Regions from separate parts of the Anas platyrhynchos genome. Here region 1 is linked to region 2. Evidence: chromatin contacts called from public Hi-C data. All regions are on one chromosome and are shown on one strand. Each heading gives the region's core, a stretch centred on a gene start, on an enhancer-like site or on the middle of the called end of the contact. The rest is flanking DNA. Distances are from core to core; before and after follow the strand shown.

Region 1 (6,802 bases), core at 241-2,740, 270 kb before region 2:
CTCCAGTTCTGGAACTCATTTTATGGGGGTGATGCACAACTGTTGAATAGAAGATACATGGTAGGATAGGATGGCTTGCTGTTAGAACGATGTGTTTTTTCTTTTTGTGTACTTTTTCGTCTGTCAAGGACCTTTAAGCCCACAGAGTCTACCTGTTGGTGTAGAGTATTTTTGGGGTTGTAGTCAAAACAAAAAAAAAACACAAACCCTCCCCTAAGTCCCAGTACTTAAATCTAAGAAGACAAATAAACATTTCAAGCTTTTGTCTGTCCCTGTTTTCCACTTGTGAATCTCAAGGATAGGTGTTTTCCTTTAATCTAGTATATGTTTCAGATATCTAATATGTTTTCTAAAGCTTTTAGTGCTTCTGTTGTTCTCTGGATTCTCTCCTAAAGTGCGTGCTAATGGACACATTGAGAGATTTAGAAAAATTGCTAATAATCTCCCTTGTCCTACCTATCACTTCAGAGAAGTTTGCTGTTTTCTAATGTTATATGCTGTGCTGGCTATAAATACCAACTGGAATTTCTCATAACCAAATCAGGTGATTCTCATAGGCACCTGCTTCATAGATGATAATACTTTATTTAGGATAGTTTGAACAAGAGCCAACTGTGAAGAATTTAAGAAGGATTTAATGAAATTAAGCAACTGGGCAATGAAGTATCAGATAGAAATCAATGCAAATGAAGTAATGCAAAAACAGTCCTAACTTTCCATAGAAGTTCACTGTTCACTGTTTCAACTTAGCAAGATTTGAGAGTTATGGTAAAAAGGTCCATAAAAATGTTCCAGGCCAGCCAGAAAGCGAACCTGTAGAAGGAGCTATTAGTAAAGGAATAGAAAACAGAACTGAAAACACTGTTATGGTGCTATATGTACAAATTCATTGTTTACCCCTCTTTTGGATACTGTGCAAAGATTCCCTCATCTCTAAAAGGATATCATAAAACTGGAAACACCTTGGAGAAGGGCATTAAAGGTGAGGCATTAGAGGCACGGAACAGCTTTCTTATAAGTAGTGATCAAGTTGGCTGCAACTTTGGTTTGGAAAAGACATGACCGGGAGGTGCAAAGATGCAGGTCTAAAAATCATGCTGAGCACGACACAGGTGGGTAAGACTCAACTCGCTTCCTCCAGCACAAGAAGTAGGGCGCGTTACATAAAGCTGATGGAGCAATCTTTGGAGCAGATTCTTGATGCAATGGGGAGCAGGTTTGGGAAGGGCAGCTTCCAAATCATTGCCAAGAGAGCTGATACTGATGCTCAGGGTTAAGAGAGGTTCAATGAGCTGGAAGCTGTTGAATCGCCATCTCCAAGCTCTTGGGATCCTGCCCTGACCTCTGTGCTCGGGGCAGGGCTGGGGACCGGGACTGGCGGGGGCCGGAGGCTGGAGGCTGGCCGCCCCGGTTGCGGCGCGGTGCTGGTGCCGCCAGGCGGCTCTGTGTGCGGCGGGCGGGATGCCGGCAGCGCCCGCCCCGTGAGGGCGATAAAAGGCGGCGCCGCGCGGCCCCGCCGTGTCTGCGCGCCCCGGGCCCATGCAGGCGCTGAGCGCCGCCCGCCGCCTCCTGCCCCGCACCCGGCCCGGGCTCGCCCGCGGCTGCGGCTCGGGGCCCGGCGCCCCGCGGAACCCGCTGGTCTACCTGGACGTGGGCGCCGACGAGCAGCCGCTGGGCCGCGTGGTGCTGGAGGTGCGGGGGGACGGGGCGGGACGGGACGGAGTGTCCGGCAGGGCCGCGCCGCCAAGGGCAGGCGGGAGGGCAGCGGTGGGGGCTGCCGGGGGTCGGTGCAGGGCTGCGGGGCGGTGTCCGTGCCCCTTTCTCCTTGGCCTCCCGGTGTGGTGCCGCGTGGCTCCGTGCTGGGCACGGCTCGGCCCCTGCGGCTGTTCAATTGCACCAACTCACCGCACGCGAGTTGTTCAGTGCATGTATGTGTGGAAAACCTGACTAATTCTTCCTTTTCTATTTCTTCAACAGCTGAAAGCTGATGTGGTCCCAAAGACAGCAGGTAGGGCATCACCTTGAGAATTTCATACTTAAAATGGCAGGAAGAAGAACATTCCCATAACTTAGGGAAACTATTTCCATCTTCCTTCCCCATTTGTGAAATCAAGAAATATGTTCTGAACTTCGTCAGAGCGGTGCTAGGGCTTTAGTTTGTTGTTTCAAATAGTTTTATTTTGTAACTTCTATGAACTTGTGTACAGGCTGATGTTGGGTTACCAGTGGTGAATAACTATGCTTGAAAATGAGTTGCCTTTTATTAAAACCAAACCACAAAACAAACTGGAAAGGGAAACCCACAAAGGGTTCCTCTGGTAGGGTATTATGACAGCATACAGGGTTTTATTTTCCTTGTCACTAGTTAACTAGTGCACCCAGGTTATAAAGTTCTCGTACTTTTCCATATGCTTCTTTCCTTATTGCTTATTTAGTGGTTCTGAAAAACTTGTAGCTTTCTTTCAGTTCTCATTAGATGAACAAAGTAAGGAGAAGCATCATCTCCACAGTTAAACTCGAGAACAAAGGCACAACATGCAGAAAATGTGATCTTTGACTCCGGAGTGATGGGACTCAGGGGTGTAAAGGTGTAACAGCAAAATCCAAGGGCAGTGCGAGGGAGGATTCTGTTTGTACCCTGGTTTGCTTTATTTCTGTGGTTTTGTAGCAGTGTTTCTTTGAGGATGAAAACAACCAACTGATAATACCTTAAAGATATAATAGACTTCTTGAAGTATATAATCTTGGGACCTAGTGACGTTAATTGTGTTTGACTTCATTACGTGTCGTGTATGGGAACATACCGTCCTATGCTTTGTTTCCGCAGAAAACTTTAGAGCTCTCTGTACTGGTGAAAAAGGATTTGGTTATAAAGGATCCACTTTTCACAGAGTGATTCCTTCGTTTATGTGCCAGGTAATGTTGTTCTTTGTTTTTGCTTTCACTGTTAAAATTATCTGTATGTTATTCAAGTATTTTTAGAACCCTTTAGACTAGTGGTAACATTTCAAGTGGCTGCCTTTGCCAGCTGCAGAATGAACAAGTGACAGTGGGGCATGTCTTCTTGCTCTTTTGGCTCTGGCTGTTGCTCAGCCTATCTTTGGTACTCATAAATGTGAATTCTGTATAGGCTGTCTTAAAAAATGGCTTAAAGCAAAGCTTTTATCACAGCATACTGGAGTGGGGTATATTTGATGAATAGCACACACTTGTGAGTAGAATTAGAAGAGACCTTATATGCTGAGTAAGCTAAGAAAACAGTGTGTCCATTCTTAGTAGCATAATTTGTTCACAGTAAATAATGTGTTTCATTGGGGAAAAAACAACTTTTTTTTTTATCCTCAACGCCCTTCTGATTTGGAGGGGAGGAAGGAGCAAAAACAATTGGTTAGGATAAACTTTTGGGATGGCACACACAAAGAAGATTTTCCTTTTATTTAAAGGATGTTGTTATGCGTTTTTTTTCGGCCTTCTTGAAAGTCTTTTTTTCTATTGCACTTTGCAGGTGAACAGGTTTCTGCTGCTGTAGTGCACTGAATCGTTTAATTCCTAGTGGTCCTCTCTTCCTTAGTTGAGGTCCTCTGTTCTCTACATTTGAACAGCATTGGATTGTAGTATGTCTTTGAAAACATTTTGAGATAAAGGTCATAACAAGTGGGCTTGCTTTATTAACTGGTGACTGTGGTGGTCTCTCATCCTCTTTAAGTTAAAAATACAGTTGTCTCAACAAGAGGCCCTCATATGACCTATTTCTACTAAGAGGCAGGGTACACGTGTGCTGTAAAGGAACTAATTTCTTGCCTTTGAAATGAAAACTCCATTTTTCTGGTGCTGACAAAAGGATGCAATTTAGAGGTCTTGCTGGGATCAGAAGTATATTTATATAAGAGAAGTTCTACTAAGTTGTACCACTAGTTTGAGAAGTTCTGTTTAATCAGGTCCTCCTAGCCTCTTCCCTCCTTTGTCTCCACAAATGGACCTGAAATGAGGATACTAGGATACTCTCATGCAGTGAGATGATGGATTTATGTTCAGGAATTACTCAGTAGTCATTACCGAAGTGAAACACTGTCACAGGTTTCCACATACTGTTAAGCAAGATGAAACAAGCCAGAGGCCCTTCCACTTGTTGAGATGGAGCGTTAATATGATTCAGGTGGTTGGTATGCCTAATTGGAGTTCATCATATCCAGATGATGGCTTGGACTTGGTAATTAAGATGCCTCCATGTGGCACCCAGCATGCAAAGCATGCTTGTGGGATTGCATAGGTGTTGCTGTAACATAGCCCATAAAGGATTGCTTAGGGTGCAAATGGAAAGATGAGTACCACGTGAGTGAGTTGTGGTGTGCCAGCCCGGGTAGCATAATTTCTGGGAGAGGAGACAGCAGCTTGCTGGGAGCAGTGTTTAGTAGCTGCCTTGGGGAGTCGCTGTGGTGTGGGGTTTGTTTGTTAGGTTTTGTGCCTAACCTGAAAGATGTCTATGCCAGCAAGCGGTGTGGCAGAGGGCAGTGTAGAACACCTTGGATGTAGCACAGGGTAGAGATGCAGATGAGGATCTACTGCAGAAGATTGTTTTGCTTTAAAAAAAAAAAAAAAAAAGGTACTGCATAAGGGCCTGATTTTTGTGACTTGTTTTCAAGAGGAATGGCCTCTTCAGTTACATCTTTAAATAAAAACAAAGTTCAAAGTTCAGGATTACAACTCCCAGAGATTCCAAATGTCTCTCGCTTACCTGTCAGCTCACCTCTGAGTTTGAGTGGGGCTATCCAAATCTGGAAAGCAAAGTCATGCTGCTGCACTGAAAGGTGAAAGGTACTTGTGTCTGTCCACTTAGAATAAGGGGAGCCTACGTGGCTGCGCAGTGCTGCATTCCCAGTTTGCAGCACTTCAGCAAGAAAAGCTGGAAGCAGCAAACAGTGATGTTGGAGACCCTGACCAGTGTTTATCCCTCTTGGGAGAAAGAAGGGGGGGGAGGAAGGGGGTGAATGTGGGATTTTTCCTGGCTTGCCTGAGTTAATATATTTGGGTGTATTTGCTCTGAGGCATTTGAAGTGTTTCTTAAAATCACTGCTGAATTGCTGCATCACATTTGGGAACAAGACTTGTAATAGAGAGAAGTGGTTGTACAAGGTAGAGACATCAACTGGAGAATATCAGCAATATCTGGAGCAGAAATTTGCTTTTAGCTTTTTTATTTTCATCTAGTTACATGATTTTAAATCCTCCTGTGACCATACTCATTTTTAACCTGAGATTTGAGAAAATTTGCTCATTTTATTACTTTTAAATGAGAGTAGGCAAGTACAGTTCTGATAGCATTGTTTCTGGTATAAAATAATGCTTTGTGTGCTAGTAAAGTTAAACCCAATACCCATTTTTATTTCAGGGTGGTGACTTCACAAATCATAATGGAACTGGTGGAAAATCCATTTATGGAAGTAGATTTCAAGACGAAAATTTCATACTTAAGCATGTAGGACCTGGTAAGTGAATTGATTCTTTCTGCCTTCTGATGACTGTAACCAGTAATGACGCATTGTTTATGAAGATATATTTTTTATAAATTCTTTAGATATGTGGAGCATGTGGTAGGTACAGAAATGTTACTGAAGTTTAACACTGCATTGTCCCTGGCATGTGTTTATTTATAGACTGTAGTACAAATATGTCAGCCCATAACAGATGATGTTGTTCCTTACATAAAAGGGACTATGCAAAATCAAGATCCGTTTTTTTTGTTGGTTTTTTTTGTGTGTGTGTGTTTTACTTAGAAACTCTACCAAGGTCAAATTACTACTTTGATTTCCTTTTTTTCTAAGTCAGAGTTGAACTTATACTTGAATGGTCATTGCAGAAGTGAAATAAAGCATTCTGGGGTTTATCTACTATCTAACACAACCACATCCTTATAAGATTAAATGAAATCTAGTAAAAATAAAGGGAAACCCATGCATACACATCTGATTAAATCCCAAGTTTCTTTTCGGGGGATTGTTACTTCCTCATAGTAAAGAAACTGCTGCTGCTGTTGAAACACAGTAGAGGTTACCTGGTATTAATTACATACAGGACATGTACAAATAATTGTTACCAGAGTTCTTGCTGTCACCAAGAGAGGCTGTGCTGGAGGGAATAGTTCAAGGCAAGAAGTCAGCATTAGCAGTCATTTGGAGATCGCGTGACCTTCACATGATCTTCTGTCTGTCTATCATTAATCTAAATATGTGGAAGGAAACTGTCTTCTCTACGGCATGCTGTTTATACCGATCTAATAACCTGCTGCTGTTCCAGGTGTTCTTTCGATGGCCAATGCAGGACCTAATACAAATGGATCTCAGTTCTTCATTTGCACTGCAAAAACAGACTGGTACGTTCGTAGCCTTGCATATCAACCTAATGAACTGATGCCTAGAACCAGAAGGTTTTTAGTTTTCTTAGTTTGTGATTTTTAATTTGCACATTACCTGACGGTAACGGAAAACAGACGGCTTTGTGCCACTCGAGGGAGGAAGGGCTGTGAGGGTAACAAGTAGCTTTACGTGCAGTTGATACTACTCCAGACACAGGTAAGACCCTATAAACTGTCTGAATTTCTCTCCCTTCTGTAGTTATGTTAGTGCACCTCTCTTTTCTTCAGTCTGTTTCAGTACTTTGTGCACTGATGTCCAGTTTTCTGTGGTCCAAGCATAAAACGGAACTCTGAATTTAATGGTCAGGTACAGAAATAAAAAAAAAATAAAATAAAATAAAAAAAAAATACACACCGAACTGAAGGACAGGACTTCATGGCAACTAGTTA
Region 2 (6,681 bases), core at 3,243-5,742:
TTGAAGGCACATGTATTAAACCAAGTTAAAGTGCTTCATGTATCCCTGCTCATCACTGTACCTCAACCTAAATTGAGACTTGGTATTTTTAATGTGCCTGCAGCAATGAAGTGGTCTGTCCTTTGTGGAACAAAGTAAGTTAAGTGAACAAAGTACAGAGACCAAGATCTAACAAAAAAGAAAAAGCTAGTAAAAGGTCCTGTGGAGTAAATGGAGGAAAACTTAAATCCTACCACAAAACAGGTGCTAGTTGCCTTGTGGCTGCAAATACCTGTTCCTCTTGTAGAAGAAAACCTTTTCTCCATGAAAAGGTTGTTCATTGCCTTTTCTCCATGAAAAGGTTGTTCATCAACCACTGCTACCAGCTGTCAGGGATTTTTCTTATCAATGATGATCAGAGTATGCAATCAATGCCAAACACTGCAAAGGAGCAACCTTTGGCTTCTTGCACAATAATGTGGATTAAACTTTGGAAGTGCCATGACTGAAGGGCTGAATTTCTGCTGAAATATCCACAGGGCCCTATGAAATATCATCATGTAGGTTTCTTCTTAAGGAAGAGGAGAGTTACTTTGGTAGAAGGGCATCGCATCACATAGCAGGAACCTAAGTTAGCTAATTACAGGTTATTTTCTGAAAAATGAGAATGAACAATGTCGAAGGAGATGTCTTTCACAGTCTTCTAGTAGTGCTTCTTGGCTGTAGGTTTGTAAGACACCAGAAGACCAAAAGAAGCGTATCCGAATAGAAGTGTCTGAACGAACCAATGAAACTGAACTGCTGGGTCAGTGATGCCTTTAGATCTGTAACATTAACAAAACCATAAAATGTATCAAAAAGCTTAATCTTGCAGGCTACATTTTAATACTTACTAAGGTCAGATATTGGTATGTCAGAATTGATTAGAACATTTGATCTTAGATTACTGTCACTACTGAGAGCTAATTTTTGAAAGACTACTAACTGAACACACTAGTACTTCAGATTGCAGTGGATTTTAAGCTGTCAAAGAACAAATGTTTTTATAGATATCATGCATAAAATTTCCTCAGTAATACACTATCTCCAATTTCTGTCTATGCTATGTGAAATGACTTGTTCTTTATGACAAGTTTACACACTTCAAAGAATCAAGTAAATAGACAAGCCTAATACTAATCTACCTTTGCTCTTTACACAAATCCATATATACCTTCTTGGTGACGATAGTCTGGGTACTAGCAGGACGAATTGGCCTGACAATTGTTTATGTATCACTACGCAATGCAGGATGGCAGATCACTGTTGCCCGAATTTGTGGCTAGAAAAAGGTACAGAAAGATCAAGAGATCTGACTTGTCATTTAAATAGCACCTGATTTTTTTTCTGTATGTTACACAAAGAGGTCTAGTGATGCTATAAAGAATGTCTGTAAGCTGACTTATACTCAAGTAAATGCATTAAGAGTTTGAAGCAACAGTCACACTATCTCAGTCTAGCAATATAGTCATGCTTCTTATCCCTTAAAAATTCGATCACAGTGACCATCTTGAAGACAACTGTCCTTCTCAACCAACAATGTGACGCTCTATCCCCACACCCTACCGTTGTTGAGAAATATTCCTGGATTTACAGAGAATAGAAGGATAAACATGATAGTTAACAGAACAACAGGTTTCACATTTCCAGTGAAGAATTGTTGAGCCTAAGTGTACACATTAATTTTAGAAGGGAGCTCCCTCTACTGATCTTTTCTAGAACAATTCAGTTGTTAATTGTGTCTACACAGACCAAATTAATGTGTATGAAGTATTGATTAACACAACATTTCTTACTATTCATTCTTAAGTTCTCTTACCAGCTGTGGAAAAACTGTTTATAATCCCATCTGCAGTGTTTTCAAATGAGTGCAGAAATTTAAAAACTAGGTCTTAATTGTACCTGCTTCTATAAGGCAAGCTTACTTGAAAAGATCATATGCAAAAATACAGGCCAGAAGCCAAATGGAAGTGCCACTACTGATTAACAAGTGTATACCTACCTGCTTTCTAGTTCTTCCTCATGCCTCCTTTGTGATGTTCGTAAGCAGACATCACCATGTTTTACATCAGTAAGAAGTATATAGTGTTTGTGACTAGCTAGTAATCCAAGTCAATGTGCAGGTAAACTCATGCTCTTTTTCTTATGGTCTTTAACACTGCTCTGCAAAAACTTCATTACTTAACTTGATTACAATAGACCCATTTGGTCTGGTCAATGGTAATGAAGCGTCCTCAGGTTTAAAATCACCTTAAGCCCATATATCTGAAATACATCTGTAGAATCAGAGTTGAAGTTTTGACATAAAGCTATAGAACTTAAATTTGGAGTTTGGTAAATAGTGATTAACAACTCCTATTTTGTTGAATGTTTTATGCCTTGAGAACCACCTCAGATAGCTTCAACAGAATAAAATCCCTCTGATTCCATGAGATGTTACCCGAGAAGCTTGTGACAAACAGGGCATTAATTAAATCAAGTAGAAAAACATCTAGTGTTCACAACGGCAAACTGACTTGCCAGCTACTATATAGAGACACAAAAATCAAAAAGAAATACTAGCATGAGAAGTAGCAACGGCATTCTTCTGAATTACTACAAACTTAAGGCAAATGAATACAAGGATGATGTGTGTGGACTGCATGCCGTCTCCAAACAATTTGTTCTCCTAATCTAAGACTTAGTTGGCATTACTTTTCGAGTCTGATTGGTGAATGTTTTCCTCCACTTGCATATATAATCAGATCTTGCGTAGTCCCAAACAGAAGCATCCAATTGTATTTTCACAATACAGATAGAATTTAAGCCTCTAATTAACAGTCTCAAAATTTTGTTAACATCTGACTGAATTTAGACATCTATTTATTTTTACCCACTGCTTTCTGAAGTGCTATGTTACCCAGGATCTGACGTAATAATGAAGAACAAGAAACTATATATTATACTATCATATAAAGAATGATTCTCAAAATAAATAAATACAAAGAACAGTGAGTTCAGAGGCAGGTAGACAAGCTTTGGCAGACTTTGCTGCTGCCAGTTCTCTAAGTTGCCACCCCCCCTTTTTGCTACCCAGTACAGCAGTAACCTCTTACGGAGTACAGCAAGCTATCACTGCAGCAAGAATTTTATCAGCATCCTCAGAAACAATATTGTTGCTTATCACCACCAAAATCAGTCTGTAAGTTATGTCACTTGTATCAGAAATCCTTTCCAGAGCATTTAAGGTGAGGGAGGAGACCAACTTACTGGCATAACTGAATACCATACAGGGCTTCTACTAGGTGAATCAGCCAGGATACATAGAACCTGATAAAAAAGAAAACATGTTTTATTTTGTTGAAAATTAGGTGGAAGACTAACATATCCAAAATGCATTATGCAAGGAATATCAAGCTGAACACAGAATTGACTCTACATTTTAAGCTAGAAAGTGATGTGTTTATTATCTTAGGAGGAAAAGTATTGTCTTAAAACTGCCTGAAGTCCACTGAGAAAGTTAACAGAACACATAATGTGGCAATCACACTTGATCAGTAGTTTTTTGTATAGAAGCTTTTTTAAAAAGCTATGCAGGATATGCAGTTCAGATCAGTTCAATATCTATGCCAAAGCAATGATGAAGGCTATCATCTACATGATGCAAGGTAAAATAAGTGAGACAGTCTGAGGATTCCCTTTACATGAGAGACCTGGCTACAGGAAGTGTATTCCAGCTCTTGTTGAATAAGGTAACAAAACGTGTTTTGTAACCCAGCAAAGCTAAGCACTACACAGTGGCTTCAGCAGACTATTTCTCACATGGACAGGATAAGTTAGTAACGTACCCAGGAGCCGTATCGTCCTCCTTTCCCTTTCCACTGTAACAACGCCGATGCCAGGCTGCAAGCCGAGCGTTTAAGCTTTCAGCCATGTCTTAGCCTCTCTGGTCTTCCACACGCCTAGCACCCCCCTCCCGAGCTGTAATGAGCTCGCAGGCAGACCTCTTTACATGCAATTAACAGCCGGGTCACAGCAAAGCTCCTTAGCACAGCCTAAACAGGGAAGTCAGGGACAACAAGCGAGGTGCGATAAATCAGAGTAACTTACGCGTAGCACACCCACGTGTGGTAGTGCTCTGCGATATAGCGAAGGAAGGTGCCAAACGGTCCCAAATAGCTATAAGGTATGGTTGAGGGTCCAAGCGTTACCCACTTGAAAAAAAGAAAAAAAAAAAAGGTTAGCTCGCTGAAACTGGCAGCAGCCTCCGTGCCCCCCTCGGCCCGCCCCGCTCCCTCGCCGCGGCGCCCGCCTTACGCCCAGCAGGATCATGCCGAAGGCGATGGCGATCATCCAGAGCAGCCGGGAGCGCTGGAAGTGGCAGCTGCCATCCTGCAGCCGCTCCGCGCCCGTCCCCGCCGCCATCCCGTCGCCCTGTTCCCGGCCGTGGGCCGCCGCCGCCGCTAAGGCGCTGCTCGGGGGGGGCGGCACCGGGCGGGCGGGGCCAACACCGCGCCCGGCCCCCCGCACGTAATGGCGGCCGGGGCGCGCCTCAGCCCGGGCCCGAGCAGCGAGCGCCTCCCGGCGGCGATCCCCGGGGCAGCGGCTGAGGGCGGCCGCTGCTCCTCCCTGAAAGGCTCGGCCCTTCTGAGGGCGTTTGGTTACCGAGGTGTCCAAGCACAGAGATCCCGCGGCCCCCTGTCCCCTGTCAGTCCTTCTCGCCGTTTCTTAGGTGCTGTTGGGCTGGCGGCTGGCACTGGGGAAGTCTTTTCTCAGAGTCTAGCTGTAAAGCTTGATCATGTTTCGGCAAAGTGCCTGGATCTGTGCCTTAATGCCTAGGCTCCTTTGTGGTTTCGACACCAGAAGATGTCAGTAATTACATTTATTCACAAGTATAATCTGAATTGGAAACTACAGTTGCCAAACAGTACTGTGTGAAGTATCGAAAAATGCTGGGCTAATTTACTTCGTCGAGTTATAGGAAATAAAACTATTTCTTCACGCTTTACTTCCCGAGCCTTCACTTGCAAGAATTCTACAGTTTTGGTGTTCATTCTTCTGGTCAGTGTCACAAAGTGACTGAATTAAGGCCTGGCAGCTCCCCACAGCACACTACACACCAAAATGTCACCAAGTCCTAGCACCGGCGGACAGCTCAGTCAGCTCTGGCCAGGCCATGTTTAGATTTATATAGTTTGAAATACATATCTCTGTGTGACAGGATTCAAACAACTTCATGTTCTTTCTAAGGCCTTTCCTGTGCTGGGGGACGTAGGGATGTTGGTGTCTGACAATCAGCATGGATGCCATCACAGTGACAGGGCTCCATCGGCATTTGAGGATGAGCTCATCTGGCTTTACCCTGCTCCAGGCTACACAGATTGTGCATTGAGCCTATTTTTGTACTAGACAAAGCCACAGAAAACTGAAGAAAAGCATAATCCTAAAAAAAACAAGTTAGAAAGATATTTGCATGGAAACATGTTTCTTTCACTTGCCACACTTGATTTAGATACAGACTCAGGCTGGTAATTAAAGCCACAAGTATTCTTGAAGAATCTAAGACCACAACAGATGTTCGCTATGAGATCAACAGGTATGGCAATTAACACTGCCCTAACATGAAAATGGTGGCTGTATGATCCTCCCGGAGATCTCAAAGACAAATATGCTAGTTTAAAAGAAAGAAAGAAAATAAAAATAAATAAAAAAAAATAAAAAAGGAAGAAAAAGGTTAATAAAAGGCTTTTTCGCTGAAAGTGTGTCTGTAGGGTCCTGAGGTCTCCACCGTGACTATGTATGTAAACTGAGACAGGTTAGTCAAGCTGAAAACAATAAAATGGACCACTGCATTGTAATCCCTGAAACATACCTGTCTCATTCCATACATTGTTTATAGCACTATATCACTCTAGTAGATTTTCATATAATAAAGTTCTTGTTGTACCTAATACTGTAGAAAACTCATTCCCCCTTCAGTTTAGAAACATTTGCTATCTCTAACTTAGAGATATTGACTTATCTCACTTTCATCGGGAAGTACAAAGGGTATTTGCCAGGTAGTCTGCCTCTTTTGTTTTGTGTTCTTGGTAGATGCCGGAGACTAGATAGAGACATGTTAGCTCTTCTGTGGCTTTTAAATTTCTTAAAAAAAAAAAAAAAGAGAGAGAGAGAGAAAAAAAAGGTGGTGGTGGTTACTCTAATCCAGACTAACCTTTATTGCGTGAGTCATCCTACTGGAGTCAGTGATGTGACTGTGTAAACAGCAACTTTTTGGATAAAGAATGATTAAGGGATTGGAATCTTTTTAGGAAATTACTTGGGAACGAACTGCAGTCAACTTTAAACTGGATTTGTGGCTGGTTTAAAAGAGATGAGATACAGCCAGTGAAAGTTACTTAAGGAAATGGAATTATCAATAAAATATTTTTAAATCAGAGTTAAATGACACAATGCTGTAAAGAACTGACTGCTAGAAATGTCTGATTGCTAATTTAACTAGTTAACATACACCTTCACTCCTCTGTTATTTTTAATTTTAAATGGAAAATTAATTAAATTTAAGTTGAAAAATATTTCATTTTCTCTTTGAGATTTGAAATTGGATAAGCTAAGGAAGTATATGGTCTTTAAAGCCTTACAGTTTTCAGCTAATGGTCAAGACTTTTGGCAGATTCATATACT

The links. A called contact is a pair of places that touch in the nucleus more often than the background predicts.
Region 1: a contact with region 2 is called in a Hi-C map of skeletal muscle, with 2.7 times the contacts expected there. The contact joins the promoter of PPIF here to the promoter of TMEM254 in region 2. A contact is called at or near these places in 3 of 8 Hi-C or Micro-C datasets (liver, skeletal muscle and subcutaneous adipose tissue).

The regions. Positions count from the first base shown.
Region 1 is chr6:15,833,286-15,840,087 of IASCAAS_PekinDuck_T2T, reverse strand. It overlaps PPIF (peptidylprolyl isomerase F), which reads left to right and starts at 1,490. Exons shown (of 6, transcript XM_027460206.3): 1 at 1,490-1,692; 2 at 1,978-2,008; 3 at 2,828-2,916; 4 at 5,390-5,486; 5 at 6,295-6,370. The coding sequence starts at 1,540.
Region 2 is chr6:15,563,016-15,569,696 of IASCAAS_PekinDuck_T2T, reverse strand. It overlaps TMEM254 (transmembrane protein 254), which reads right to left and starts at 4,492. Exons shown (of 4, transcript XM_005015748.5): 1 at 4,315-4,492; 2 at 4,108-4,211; 3 at 3,268-3,327; 4 at 1-803. The coding sequence starts at 4,422. The coding sequence ends at 683. All of the region lies in intron 1 of LOC113843944, which reads left to right.